3 separate regions of the Rattus norvegicus genome follow, and regions 2 and 3 are each linked to region 1. A link is a contact called in public Hi-C and HiChIP or PLAC-seq data. All regions are on one chromosome and are shown on one strand. The core of a region is the stretch at or near the end of the contact, and the rest is flanking DNA. Distances in the headings are between cores, read along the strand shown.

The links. A called contact is a pair of places that touch in the nucleus more often than the background predicts. HiChIP or PLAC-seq counts read pairs in DNA pulled down with a chosen protein or histone mark.
Region 2: a Hi-C map of liver shows a contact between it and region 1, with 5 times the contacts expected there. The contact joins the promoter of Tbp here to the promoter of Ermard in region 1. A contact is called at or near these places in 6 of 12 Hi-C or Micro-C datasets (frontal cortex, kidney, liver and 2 more) and 1 of 1 datasets of contacts at active chromatin or transcription factors (oligodendrocytes).
Region 3: a contact with region 1 is called in an H3K27ac HiChIP or PLAC-seq map of oligodendrocytes, with 10 times the contacts expected there. The contact joins the promoter of Dll1 here to the promoter of Ermard in region 1. A contact is called at or near these places in 1 of 12 Hi-C or Micro-C datasets (liver) and 1 of 1 datasets of contacts at active chromatin or transcription factors (oligodendrocytes).

The regions. Positions count from the first base shown.
Region 1 is chr1:64,654,578-64,658,691 of GRCr8, reverse strand. It overlaps Ermard (ER membrane-associated RNA degradation), which reads right to left and starts at 2,163. Exons shown (of 18, transcript NM_001419620.1): 1 at 2,137-2,163; 2 at 1,358-1,526; 3 at 659-798. The coding sequence starts at 2,142. Dynlt2 (dynein light chain Tctex-type 2) reads left to right here and starts at 2,324. Exons shown (of 4, transcript NM_001412559.1): 1 at 2,324-2,513. The coding sequence starts at 2,409.
Region 2 is chr1:65,134,496-65,138,609 of GRCr8, reverse strand. Tbp (TATA box binding protein) reads right to left here and starts at 1,902. Exons shown (of 8, transcript NM_001004198.1): 1 at 1,745-1,902. Psmb1 (proteasome 20S subunit beta 1) reads left to right here and starts at 3,840. Exons shown (of 6, transcript NM_053590.1): 1 at 3,840-3,967. The coding sequence starts at 3,858.
Region 3 is chr1:64,991,022-64,995,135 of GRCr8, reverse strand. It overlaps Dll1 (delta like canonical Notch ligand 1), which reads left to right and starts at 1,862. Exons shown (of 11, transcript NM_032063.3): 1 at 1,862-2,199; 2 at 2,426-2,719; 3 at 3,401-3,461; 4 at 3,665-3,922. The coding sequence starts at 2,146. It also overlaps a transcript of Fam120b not described here.

The sequences.
Region 1 (4,114 bases), core at 914-3,413:
CTATATGCTCAAGTGGACTATATTTTCTAAAGCCTAATTGAGTCCAAAAGTTGTTCAAAGAATTATCTTCAACTCAGGCTTCAGATATAAACTTACACTTCTCTTGCAGCCCCTGGGACCTCTTCAGATTGGAAGGTATAGTGAGCATAGTAAAAAAAAAATGCTTTTTATACATGGAAAAATAACTTAGGATCCCCACTACACCCAAAGCTGCATTGGATAACCAGGCATCATCCACTCAAGATAACAGACACAGTCCTAGAACCCCACGGCGGGCGACCTCTGGACAGTATATAAACAGAGACTAAGAGCAATGCTCTGCTCTGCACATCTGGAGAGACAACACTATGATCTGCCCTTCAGCTGGAGAGTCTCCCCAGGATCCTGACCCTCAAGACAGTCTGACCTGACCTTCAGCCAAGATGTGTCACATAGTTAGGGAGATAGGCTTAGGGCTGTAGTTAGGAATAAGAGTATGAACATTATGTGATGAACCTCAACATAATAAAATACAACTTTTGTGATAGTAACTACGTGTATCTACCTGCTTCCTTGTGACAGTAGGTCAAAGATGGAAAAAGACACCCTTAACTTGGCAAGTAATGAGGATTTCCAATTTGCAAAGTCTTTCATTTCTAAAGAGATGCAAATGTCAAACCTCTGGAGAAGTTGTCCACTGGTACCATGGTGAATACTGAGTTTCAAACTGTGCTCTGCTCAGAGATGAGATGTGTAGATGGATGGCCTCACACACAGGACCCAAGCGCTGCACACTTTGCCTGTAGTCCAGACTGTGCCCTTATAGGAGGAGAAAATGTTTTAGCTCTATGTCCAGGGATGAAAATCATCTAAGTCAGAGAAACCTTTAATACAGAATGTCCACAAAATCAAGCAGTTTATAACTGGGCATATGGTAAATAGACATACAGTTCATTAGACATGAACTGTAAAAGGTTTTACAGAACGTGTAGCTGTTGGTTTAGTTGCTCTTGACCAACTACAAAAATCTGGAATTTGAGAAATAACTCATATTGTCAATTAAGTGCTGTTCTGTGTAACATGATTAGAGGTGCTACTCCATTCTATCTTGTCTTTTATCCAGAGAATCCATGCTGTATATATAGCTAGTGACTAGTGGATCTAAGTCCTATACTAGTATCTCTTAGACGCTGCCTCCTTGACCCTTCTGGTTACATTATCCCTTTAACTAAGCATCTTTTGACTTTTGTATATTTCTCCTCTGATTCACAACTACACTATAACACTCTTCAAGAAGAACAAATTAGGGTTTTACTGGACAACACATTTTTCATGGGACAGTACTAACTGAAGCTAGATGTACAAAGAGAATACAAACCTAATTCTGCATAGCTCACACGGTCTGTAATTGCTTTCCAGCGTACTTCACCATTTTGGGTTACAATGCTATTGATATCACAAATTTCAGTGAGTTCAAACCCAAGGTTACAAATCAAGTCATGCACTAAAGGAGAAAGGCATGTGGTAATGGAATCCCCTGTTAAAATCTGAAATATAAAACATAAAAGGCACTGTTACATTCAAGTGGAAAGAAAATCGGATTAAGAACAGACTTAATTAAGGTATGCAGCTGTTAATATACTTTCCGGACATAATAGCTCTATGTGTAGAACAGTGCTTAGACACTAAGGGTATGTATCTGTTTTAAATGTTCCTTGTGAAATTGTTATCGTTTCGTTAATCACACTTGCTGACTCTAGAGTTCGCGATGCTCGGTAGATTTTCTGAACAATGTGTCACTCCTTTCGGCATTCCTTCATTTTTACCGCAGTCATCAAAATCAGAGATACTTTACACGGAATATAAGAAGAGAAAACCTAGCATCCCTGACGTTGGTATGAAACACAACTTCCGACCCAAAAGCACCGAGTTAAGGGTGTAGAGAGATGGCTGCCAGGCCTGAGGCGATTTACCTTTTTCGTTTTTCAACAAACCCTCCCTCCTCTCATTAAGCACAGTGTTCTGTAAATTGACTTCCCCTGTAGCTTGTAAGCCCACCCGCACTCTCGCGTGACAGCATCCCCCTGCAAAGCCTGCGAGGAGGGGTTACTGGAACAACTCACTAGGTGAGTGATAGGACCCAGCGCCCCGCCCTACCTCCATCGCTTCCGCTCAGGTCGGGGCGCTTTCTGATGACTCGCGCGTCCCTCCTCCCCGGTTTCCGGGATGCGGCGCTCTCTGATGACTCGCTCCTCTTCGCTCTTCTCCAACTTCCGGGATGCGGCGCTCACTGATGACACTGCGCCTCTCCCCGCCGGTTTCCGGGACGCGACGGCGCCAGCGCGAGACTAGTGCTCAGCGGCAGCTCGGCGGGGCGTTGGACGGCTACCCGGAGGAGAGAGGCTAGGCGTCCGGGTGAAACGATCAAGATGGAGCGGCGAGGCCGAACGGCGAAGACGCCCTCCACCCAAACGCATCAATCCCCGGTGTCGTCTAAGAGAGAAAGGAGGCCTAGCATGTTCGAGAAGGAGTCAGTGAGTGAAGACCGGAGGCCAAAGACAGCCTTTCCACCCTTTAGATGAAGCTCGTTCCCTGTCAGCACCCGGAACCCAGGACGGCTGGCCGCCCTTCTGTTTTTCTGACCATCGCGAAACCGAGTTTAGGCGGAACAAAGTCGTTTAGATGTTGAAGCCTCAGGAATTTTTGTTGTTAAATCCAAAGAACCACACGTTAACCAGTAGAACGTTTTTACACAGGCATCCTCAATACTTTGAAGCATTGCAAATGTCCAGAATTATCCAGTAGTTGTATTACACCTTATAAATGCAATTTTAGTAGGTACATAATTTACCAACCTCTAGTGAGTTTATACCATACATATGTGTGTACACACATGCACTCACACCCCTAACTGATGTGCTGATCAGTGAAGTGTTTTTAGTTTTAAAGAATATATTAGTTTGTTATTGGAAGAGTATATAAGAGGAAAAAAATTAAGATATTTAGTCATTTTTCTGATATCAGTGAAAAAGGTCATTCCAGTAGAACATTGGCATTTCTGTGTGATTGTCCTTTCAAAGCCATTAGTGCAATCAGGGCTCCATCTTCTATTGAGGCAATGAAGGAAAACATTTTGCACAAGGATGCAAAACTAATAGTGCTGAGCTTAGGCCCTGTGTCGGAGGACACCTGGTGGTTTCTTTTCATACATACTTCATCTGGCTCATGGGTGATTAGTAGGATGAAGCTAGATAGAGCAGAAAACACGAATTTTTGGAGCCGAACTATTTCAAGATGGCCCCGGAGTGATGGCAACACTTCAGGTTTTAATGTCTTTTTAGTGTTAGTGTTTTACAGAGGAAAGAACAAATAGAAAAGTAAGCATGTTGGGTTAGCACACCTAGGAAAAAGCAGAACAATGAGCTGTGTCTAGTTGCCAAAAATTATATTAATGTTTGGGTTATGAACATTAAAGATTTCTATACTTTGAGACAGACAAGAGTGATTCTATGAATCTGCTGCCTATTTTGAAAGTTGAATGAGCCAAGATTCAACCTGAAAATACACATTTAGTAAAATCTAGAAGCAAGGGTACATGGAGCAAGGCATCTTAGTTGATTGATCTATAATCTGTATATCTGTATTTCTTAAAATCTAGCCTTCTGAAGGTAAAAGCTTCCAACAGGAAGAAAAACTTAAAACAGAATCTCACATGTTTACTAACTGTAACACCAAAAGTTATTTTCAACTTTCAAGTGGCCAGTGATCTCTATTTCTGAGAATATGGAAAATCAAGACACTTGAATCAATATGAACACCACTTGATATTTCTTAGCCTGTATCCATTTATAAAAAGTTATTTATTTTGTTTTATGTGTATGTGAGTTTGGGCGTATGTATATGTACCAATAAGTGACATGATAATGTGGTTGTGAGCCAACATGTGGTTGCTGGGAGCCACTGGGTCTTTTACAAGAGCTGTTGAACTTGTGTCCCTGTCTTTTCTCTAGTGTTAGAGCTTTCAGAAAAGTAATTCACCTCACATTGGGCAGGATTTCAGTGGTTTAGGTGACTACTCAAACTTTGTAGGGTTGAAACCAAATTAGATTAATAAACTAAGATGAGGTTTATTATG
Region 2 (4,114 bases), core at 653-3,152, 480 kb before region 1:
TCTATTAAGTCAATTCTGGTTTTATACCATTCCCAATACCTCAAGCTTAAAGTATCATATTGAACTGGACACAATATGCTTTAGGTAATCATTTTTTGTGTGTTCTAATTTTAATTAAAGGCAGACTAAACAACAGATGAAACATTAGCTCATTAGATCACATTAATTCAAACCACGCCTGGAACTGAGTTTCTTAAATCATCAGCTCTTTAGTGGTCATGGATGTGAAATATGAATATGGATTAGGAGACTATGAAATGTGCTCTCTTTTCCTTTGTAAAGGCAGTAGTGATAGAATCCAGAGCCTCCTAAATGGCAGGCAAACGCCCATCCTCAATTCCTTAAAGATACTTTATTTTTAAAAATCAGCTCAGTTCATATAGACCAATGGCTTGCTCAGAGATGCCATAAGAAGTGAACGAATCAACATTCCAGATACAAAGATAAAGAGGATACGGTCCTTATCAAACAGTTCGGTATAAAACAATACGGAGACAACTATAAATACTTAGCAAACACTAAAACTGCAGGCGTTTACGAAGTAAGGCAAGCTATTGGAAAGCTGAAACCAACATTAGTGTCTTCAAGACACCTGCACCTACCTATGACTGGTCTCGGCATTTGTGACCGTGAATGAATGTTATGGAAGAGTACAGATTAGAGTCAAGAGGTGGCAGAATGTTCTGCAGTCAAGAGCACTGCTGCTCTTCAGAAGGACTAGTTTTGATTCCTAGTACCCACATAGCTACTTACAACTAGCTATAAATCCAGTCCCAGGGAATCCAAAGCTCTCTTTTGTCTTCTATGGGCCCGGGCATGCACGTGATACACATAAAGACATATAAGCAAAACAGTCATATATGTAAATCTTTTAAAAGTTAAGACGGAATTGAAGTACCCTTTCCAGAGGTCTGAGCTCTCACAAAGCAGGGACAATCTAACACAGGTCTAGCAAGAGGAACAAAACCACACAAATCAGCACTATCGCAGTACAAGTCACAGACATGAAAGGGGGACAAAGCCTTGCATGTAGTATGTGACAGGCTTAGAATGTAAAGTCACTACAAAAGATGACAAAGCAGCTAGCTGTAGATAGGGTTGCATAATTCAGGGTATAAGATGTCACTACACAGACAATGGGAACAGTTAAAGGATGTTAAGGTGCAGTTTGAATATCTTCTTGGTCCAAGAGCGGATAAATCTGAGAAAACTGAAGACTGAAAATTCAATTTCAGAGATCACTGTTTTGGTTGGGGAAAAAAAAAAAGGCTGGATTTAATGTCCAAAGTATAACCAGAGATTTATCCAGATCACTTTCTGCAAACAAAGTTTACTGAACGCTCGCTTATATAAGACTGGGGAATGTGTAGTATCCTTCGCTGAGGTCATCTCACACCTGCAGACGATATTAAACTACCTTTTCTCATCTGCATCTTAAAACCGCAATAATCGCTGCACAAACTTATTTTTAGGTTGTTTTCAACTTTTGGAAACTGAGCCATCAAACTGAATATTTGGGAAACCAATTCTGCAGTCTTCAAGCGTCTGCTTCACCCAGTCCGGCATCTTTTCCCAGAAAAGCCTACCCGGAGTTTTGGAAAACCACGTTAACTCGAACCTAAAGACTGACAGCGTGTAAATAAAGAAGCGTGCGTTTTTATGTTAAGCTCGACTGAGCTTGAATCTCGAGCTTCTGACGAGATGCTCCGTCTCAAGAACCGCTTCCTAATAGAATTATTCTTACTGGGGACAAAACGAGCAGCCGCAGGCCTGGGTAAAACTGTCTTCCACCGGGGGAAGCAGCTGAGATGTACGGTGCGCCGAGCTGTCCGGTGCCAGCCCCTTGGAGAGGCTCACACTTGGCACTGGATTTCATGACCCCGCCGAGGCGGTGGTCCAGAGACTGGTACTCCCGGAGCCGCCGCAGCCCGCGCGGAGGACCGTTCCCCGCCCGGCCGCGCGCCCATTCCGCGTCTCCTCCGGCAAACTCCAGGGACCCGCTGCAGAAGTCGCTTTTGTTAAGGCCTCCAAGCAGAGAAAAGGATGAAAGAACCGTTACCTGGGCACTGCGGAGAAAATGACGCGACCGCAGAAACCTAGCCAAACCGCCAGCAGATACCCGCCACCGCTACCGGACTCGACCCCACCGAACGCCTGACGCACATCTGATGCCGTCACTTCCGCCAGTTGCGCTCTCGACTGGAGCCCGGCTTGTTGTGCTTAAACTGTGAGACACTCGTGAAAGAAAGGGGTTGGGTTGGTGTCCCAGCATTTTCGGGACCAGGCCTCTGACCGCCCTTTCTAGCTGTCAAAGAGAGATGTAGAGTGTGTAGCGGGAACAGTATTGGGGATGTGGCTATGGGGATCAGGCTCAAGCAAGCGTTCTACCACTGAACTGTATACATCCTCGATCTTCCACGTGTTGTTTTTGTTTTTTTGAGAGTTTCTCCTTGTCGCTCTGGCTGTCTTGGGACTCACTCTTGTAGAACAGGCTGGTCTTGAACTCAAGAGATCGCTTGGCAAGCTCACTGGGTCCTCCACTTTGCTCTGTAGAGTTGAATGATAGTAGTAGTTGCCTCTTAGAGATTTGTGAGATGGATAACGTGAATGGCAAGCAGACGCTTCTTATTATGTTCTCAGTAAATGTCAACTTGCGTCCAAAGAGGAACAGCAAAACAAGCGGCTTTGTAGTCACAGACTCATTTCTATTTTAACTCTGCTACTACCAGCTCTCGTCCTTGCTGTCACAAGAAAACGTCAGCTGTTTCTTAGACTGGTTCTTAATGCTTGATTTGATTCCAACATACCTTAATTTTTTCCTTCCATGGTTCACCTAGGCATATACATGTGTTGTTGTGCTTACTCCCCCCCCCCCCGGTGTGTGTGTGTGTGTGTGTGTGTGTGTGTGTGTGTGATAGAGAGAAAGAGAAAGAGAGAGAGAGAGAGAGAGAGAGAGAGAGAGAGAGAGAGAGAGAAGAGAATCTGTGTGTTGTGTATAGCTGTTGAATAGGTTGCCATATGCATAGACTCTAATAAGTACAATAGTATTGTGTATCTATTTTCTCCTAAAGGAAACATTTTCTCTTGGAAGTACAGGAAACCACAGAAGACTGGGGAATTAAGAAAACTTAACAAAGGCCTGACAAGAGACAATTTATGGGAAGCAGATTTATTTTGGCTTAGTGCTTGAGGGGCTACAATCCAGGGGAGAGCATGACACCTGGACTGCATCCACAAATCGGAAGCATAAATTAGATAAATATTAGTTCGCTTCTTTATTTAGTCCGGAAATCCAGGCAATGAGGTGGTACTGCTTATATTTTGGTTGGGTCTTTCCTCTTCTATTAAACCTTCTTGAAACACCCGCATAGACATGCCCATGGGTTTTACCTAGGTGATGCTAAATTCTGTGAAGTTAACAATATTAACCATCAGATTCTGACTGGAAACCTAGTATTGCTTCCTGGGTCTCATGGCTGCATACACCACACAGTTGACTACGCATCCCGATTCTCAGGCCTTGAATGCAGCAGGAACCACTAACCCTTCCCAAACGCTATGCCACTTCACCAATGTGACATCCGAGTTGTCGTTACTCTGTAATTGGGTTAATTTGTTGGTATAGTCGGACTTTTAATTTTCTATCCGCCATGAGTAAATCCAAATGTTTTCTTGGGATTATAAAACAGGTCTCTCGGAATCGGCAGATCCAGGTTGTGCGGTAGTTGGATGCAGGCGTGGACCTCCAAGAGCAGCGACGAGTACAGGCTAGAGGAGCCCAAGGGGCGGGGCGAGGGAGGCGGAAGTGGACCGGTCCCAGCGGCCATTTTGCCGTGAGACAGCAGGAGTTAGGCGCGATGCTTTCCACTGCCGCTTACCGGGACCCGGACCGAGAGCTGGTAATGGGGCCTCAGGGCTCCGCCGGCCCTGTGCAGATGCGTTTCTCGCCTTATGCCTTCAACGGAGGGTAAAATCCTGGGTGTGCTGCGCTCATCTTGGTTGAGTCCTGGGGTCGCTGCGGGCGGGTGTGGGAATGGCGGAGATGTAGCCTGCTGCCCGGCACTCCAGAGTTGTGCATGAACGCCCTTGGTGCCGTTTGCTTCAGCAGGGCGGG
Region 3 (4,114 bases), core at 613-3,112, 340 kb before region 1:
ACCTCCATTGACTTTTCTCTGGAGCTTGTAACCAGGGGAGCAGTTTAGGTAATTCATTGTGATACGTGCGTCCTGGGCCCTCCCAATAAACTCATTTCCCTTTAAAAAATGAAAACAAAAGTTCTAATGTCTGATGGATGTGTAAAAACCTAATAAGGTGACGGTTGTGTAAAGGTTATGTGTTGGGGGGTGAGGTGGGGGGAGTCTTTCAAACATGTGCCGGACATTGTCGCAGAGGCCGCGGCGTGCGCGGAGGGGGAGCTCTTTCTCTCCGCATTGTGCGGAGAGCAGGTGCTGTCTGCATTACCATACAGCTGAGCGCACAAAGAGCCACTGATTCAGCTTCGCACAATAACAGACTGCCTTAATGACAGCCACGCGAACGACACACACCAAACTCACTTTTTACCAAGCCGAGGGAGGCCTGAGGGGAGTACCCAGGAGAGTGGGACCGGACCCCAGTGAAGGTTGTGGTGGTTGAAAATCTCCGGGGAGAGGGTGTGTACACTGTGGAAGGGTTCGCTTAGCTTTTGGCTCTGCTGGCTTAGGGAATACACTGCCCGGAGCCGAATTCCCCATTTCCAGTGATCGTGGACAACACGGAGACACTAGGGCTCTGGGACACTGCGGTCTCTGGGGGTGCCCGGCCGGGGTCGCGAGCCCATTGGCACTCTTCAAGGCTCAGTTGCCACCCTCGACCAGAGGTATAAAGCGTGCCTAACCTCCCCCAAACTTCCCAAAACTGCCGCGGCGTTCTCGCCACCCTTTGCCCACCTCTTCAGGGGTCCCTTTCCTACCGGGCACCCCGCCCCCCGCCGCCTCCGGGAGACTCCTCCTTAGAAAGAGCCTGCCAGGGAGGAGGGGCAGCAGCGGGGACGCGGGCCTCTAACCTCTCCCCGGTTCCTCAGTCCCCAGGACTGAACAAACGAGGAGAGCCTTGGCTGCCAGTGTTGGAGACGCCAGAGTCCGGAGGCCGCGTCCTGCGAGCGAGTCTAACGGTGACCGCGAGTGGGAGGCGCAGGCCGCCCAGCGTGCCTAGGGTCTTCGGGCCTGTGGCGGTGGGGCGGTGGGCGACGCGGCCTCAGCTCCAGCTCCGGGAGCAGAGCGGTTCGTCTCCCCGAACGTTTTGCAGGAATGTAAATGAGCGGGTTTTGCGCTGGGGGAGGGAGGCGAAGGGGCGAGGGCGGAGGCAGAGAGGACTAGGGGGCGGGGAGGTGGGGGCGGGGAGGAGGGTTGCACATTTTACAGCTCACTGACCATTTGGCGATCCATTGAGAGGAGGGTTTGGAAAAGTGGCTCCTTTGTGACAGCTCTCGCCAGATTGGGGGGCTGCTCATTTGCATCTCATTAGTTATGCGAGCGGCCGGCGGGATTTAAGGGTGGCAGGCGCCAGCCCCGGCCAGATCCTCCGGCGTGCACCCGCGGTTACCCTGTCTGACCAAGGCAGGTCACGGGAGAGCACCGGTGCGGCACGGAGCCTCCCACGCTTCGGCCTCCGGTCCTGGGTGTGTGTGTTCTCGCATGGCATTGGCTGAATTCTTGAGGAAGACGCGAGGCTTTGCGATAGTGGAAGAGATACCGGTCTAGAACACTCTGGGAGCGGCAGCCGCCGCCGAGTGACGCCCGGCCGGGAAACCAGGGCGCGCGCCGCAGTCCTTGCCACCACCTCCAGCCCGTTCCCACCGTGCCCCTCGGGGCCCCGGATTATCGCCTCACCGGTGGGATTTCCAGACAGCCGCTCTCTAATAGGCCTGCGAAGGAAGCCACTGCAAGCTCTCTTGGGAATTAAGCTGAACATCTGGGCTCTCTTCCCTCTGTGTCTTCTCTCCTTTCTCCTCTTTCCCTCCGCGAAGAAGCTTAAGACAAAACCAGAAAGCAGGCGACCCTCACTTACCCGTGGACTGGAAGCCAGAAGAAGAGGAAACCGAAAGTTGTCCTTTCTCAGTGCCTCGCAGAGCTCTTGTCAGGGACATAGCTGTAGCACCGCACCCTCCTGAAGCGACCTGGCCCGATATCACACCTGGAGCCGAGAGGCGCCTTTCCACCAGTGCTCCTCGGGTCACATAGACTTTCCGGGCATCCCTGGGTCTTTGAAGAAGAAAGAAAAGAGGATACTCTAGGAGAGCAAGGGCGTCCAGCGGTACCATGGGCCGTCGGAGCGCGCTAGCCCTTGCCGTGGTCTCAGCCCTGCTGTGCCAGGTAGGGGGCCGGGCGGGGCTGCTGCGCGGTGGAGGGAGGGGAGTCGGACAAGCGGATCAGCTGTCCATCCCCAAGTGACTCCCGCAGCGATGACCCCGAGAGCTGCCCGGCAGCGGGCGGCTCCGGATGGGCGCTGAGGTGCGCTCGGCCTCTGCGTCCTAGCAAGGGCCCGCGCGCCCCGGGTCCCTCCGCCGCCGGCGCGTCCTCACGCCCCTTCCCCGCGCAGGTCTGGAGCTCTGGCGTATTTGAGCTGAAGCTGCAGGAGTTCGTCAACAAGAAGGGGCTGCTGGGGAACCGCAACTGCTGCCGCGGGGGCTCTGGCCCGCCGTGCGCCTGCAGGACCTTCTTTCGCGTATGCCTCAAGCATTACCAGGCCAGCGTGTCCCCGGAGCCACCCTGCACCTACGGCAGTGCGGTCACGCCAGTGCTGGGTGTCGACTCCTTCAGCCTGCCTGATGGCGCAGGCATCGACCCCGCCTTCAGCAACCCCATCCGATTCCCCTTCGGATTCACCTGGCCAGTGAGTGGGCACCTGCGCGCACTCCGCTGGGCCTGGCCGGGTAGGGGTGGCGGGCTGGTGGCTGGCAGTGGGAGGGAGGCACGGGCCACTGATAAGGGTTGGGAAATCCCACAAAGCCACGCCTGGGGTCTTGACTTCTTTCTGGGAACTGGCCGGCAGTTGAGGAGGGGATGTGGGACACCAGAAGCTTTTGCAAGCCCGGGGCATTTCTCACAAACCTCAAGGGTCGAATGCTTCCCCCACCCCCCCCAAAGTTGGGAGAGTTCTTGTTCCCTAGCTCCTAGGCCTGGGTTGGGTCGCTCCCAGTGCTGCGACTGCTCGCTACCCTCGAGGTTCTATCCCCAGAAAACTAATGACAGCTGCCCTCTTCTAGCACCCCACCTTGTTGGTTTCAGTACTCTCTCTTAAAAAAAAAAAAAAACACCACAATATCCTGTATTAACATTTTTTAAAAAACCCACACTCATGGGAAAAACACTCTTTAAAATTTTCCTATTAAGGAAACTGATATGAGTTGACCTTCATTGGCACAATCCAGAGATCTGAGAGCCTCTGTACTTGGTTCCCTTTAATGCCTCTCCTCCAACTCCTCCTCCTCCCCCTCCTAGTCCTCCAACTCCTCCTCCTCCCTCCCCCCCTCCATACTTCTGGTTTATCAAGCATCCTCTCCCTTTTTCCTAGGGTACCTTCTCTCTGATCATTGAAGCCCTCCACACAGATTCTCCTGACGACCTCGCAACAGGTAAGGCTCCAAACCCCTCCCTCAACTATACATTCTCTTCATCGATGCACAGTTTACTTGACCCACTCACCCCAGTCCTCTGCTATCTTCGCTCTGCATCTGGAGTTCAGAGAAGGGTTCTTGGCTTGACAGCATCCATGCAGTGTCCTCAGTTCCTAGCTTTTGGGTGTTATCAGAACCAACCTGAGCTTCTTCTCTCCCAGAAAACCCAGAAAGACTCATCAGCCGCCTGACCACACAGAGGCACCTCACTGTGGGAGAAGAGTGGTCTCAGGACCTTCACAGTAGCGGCCGCACAGACCTCCGCTACTCTTACCGGTTTGTGTGTGATGAACACTACTATGGAGAAGGCTGCTCCGTGTTCTGCCGACCGCGGGATGATGCCTTTGGCCACTTCACCTGCGGGGAGAGAGGGGAGAAGATGTGCGACCCTGGCTGGAAAGGCCAGTACTGCACTGACCGTGAGTCCTCTGGGTCCATTTATGGGGAAAGACATGGGACTTAGCAACAGGAGATGGTAGAGATAGACCAGTGGGGAAACTGAGGCCTAAAGAGAAGTGTTTTTGCAAGGCTCGATGGCAGTTAGGCTGGATTCAGGCATTTTAACAAGGGAGACGTTGTGTCCACTGTAGGAAGCTGCTTTTCTTCACGGG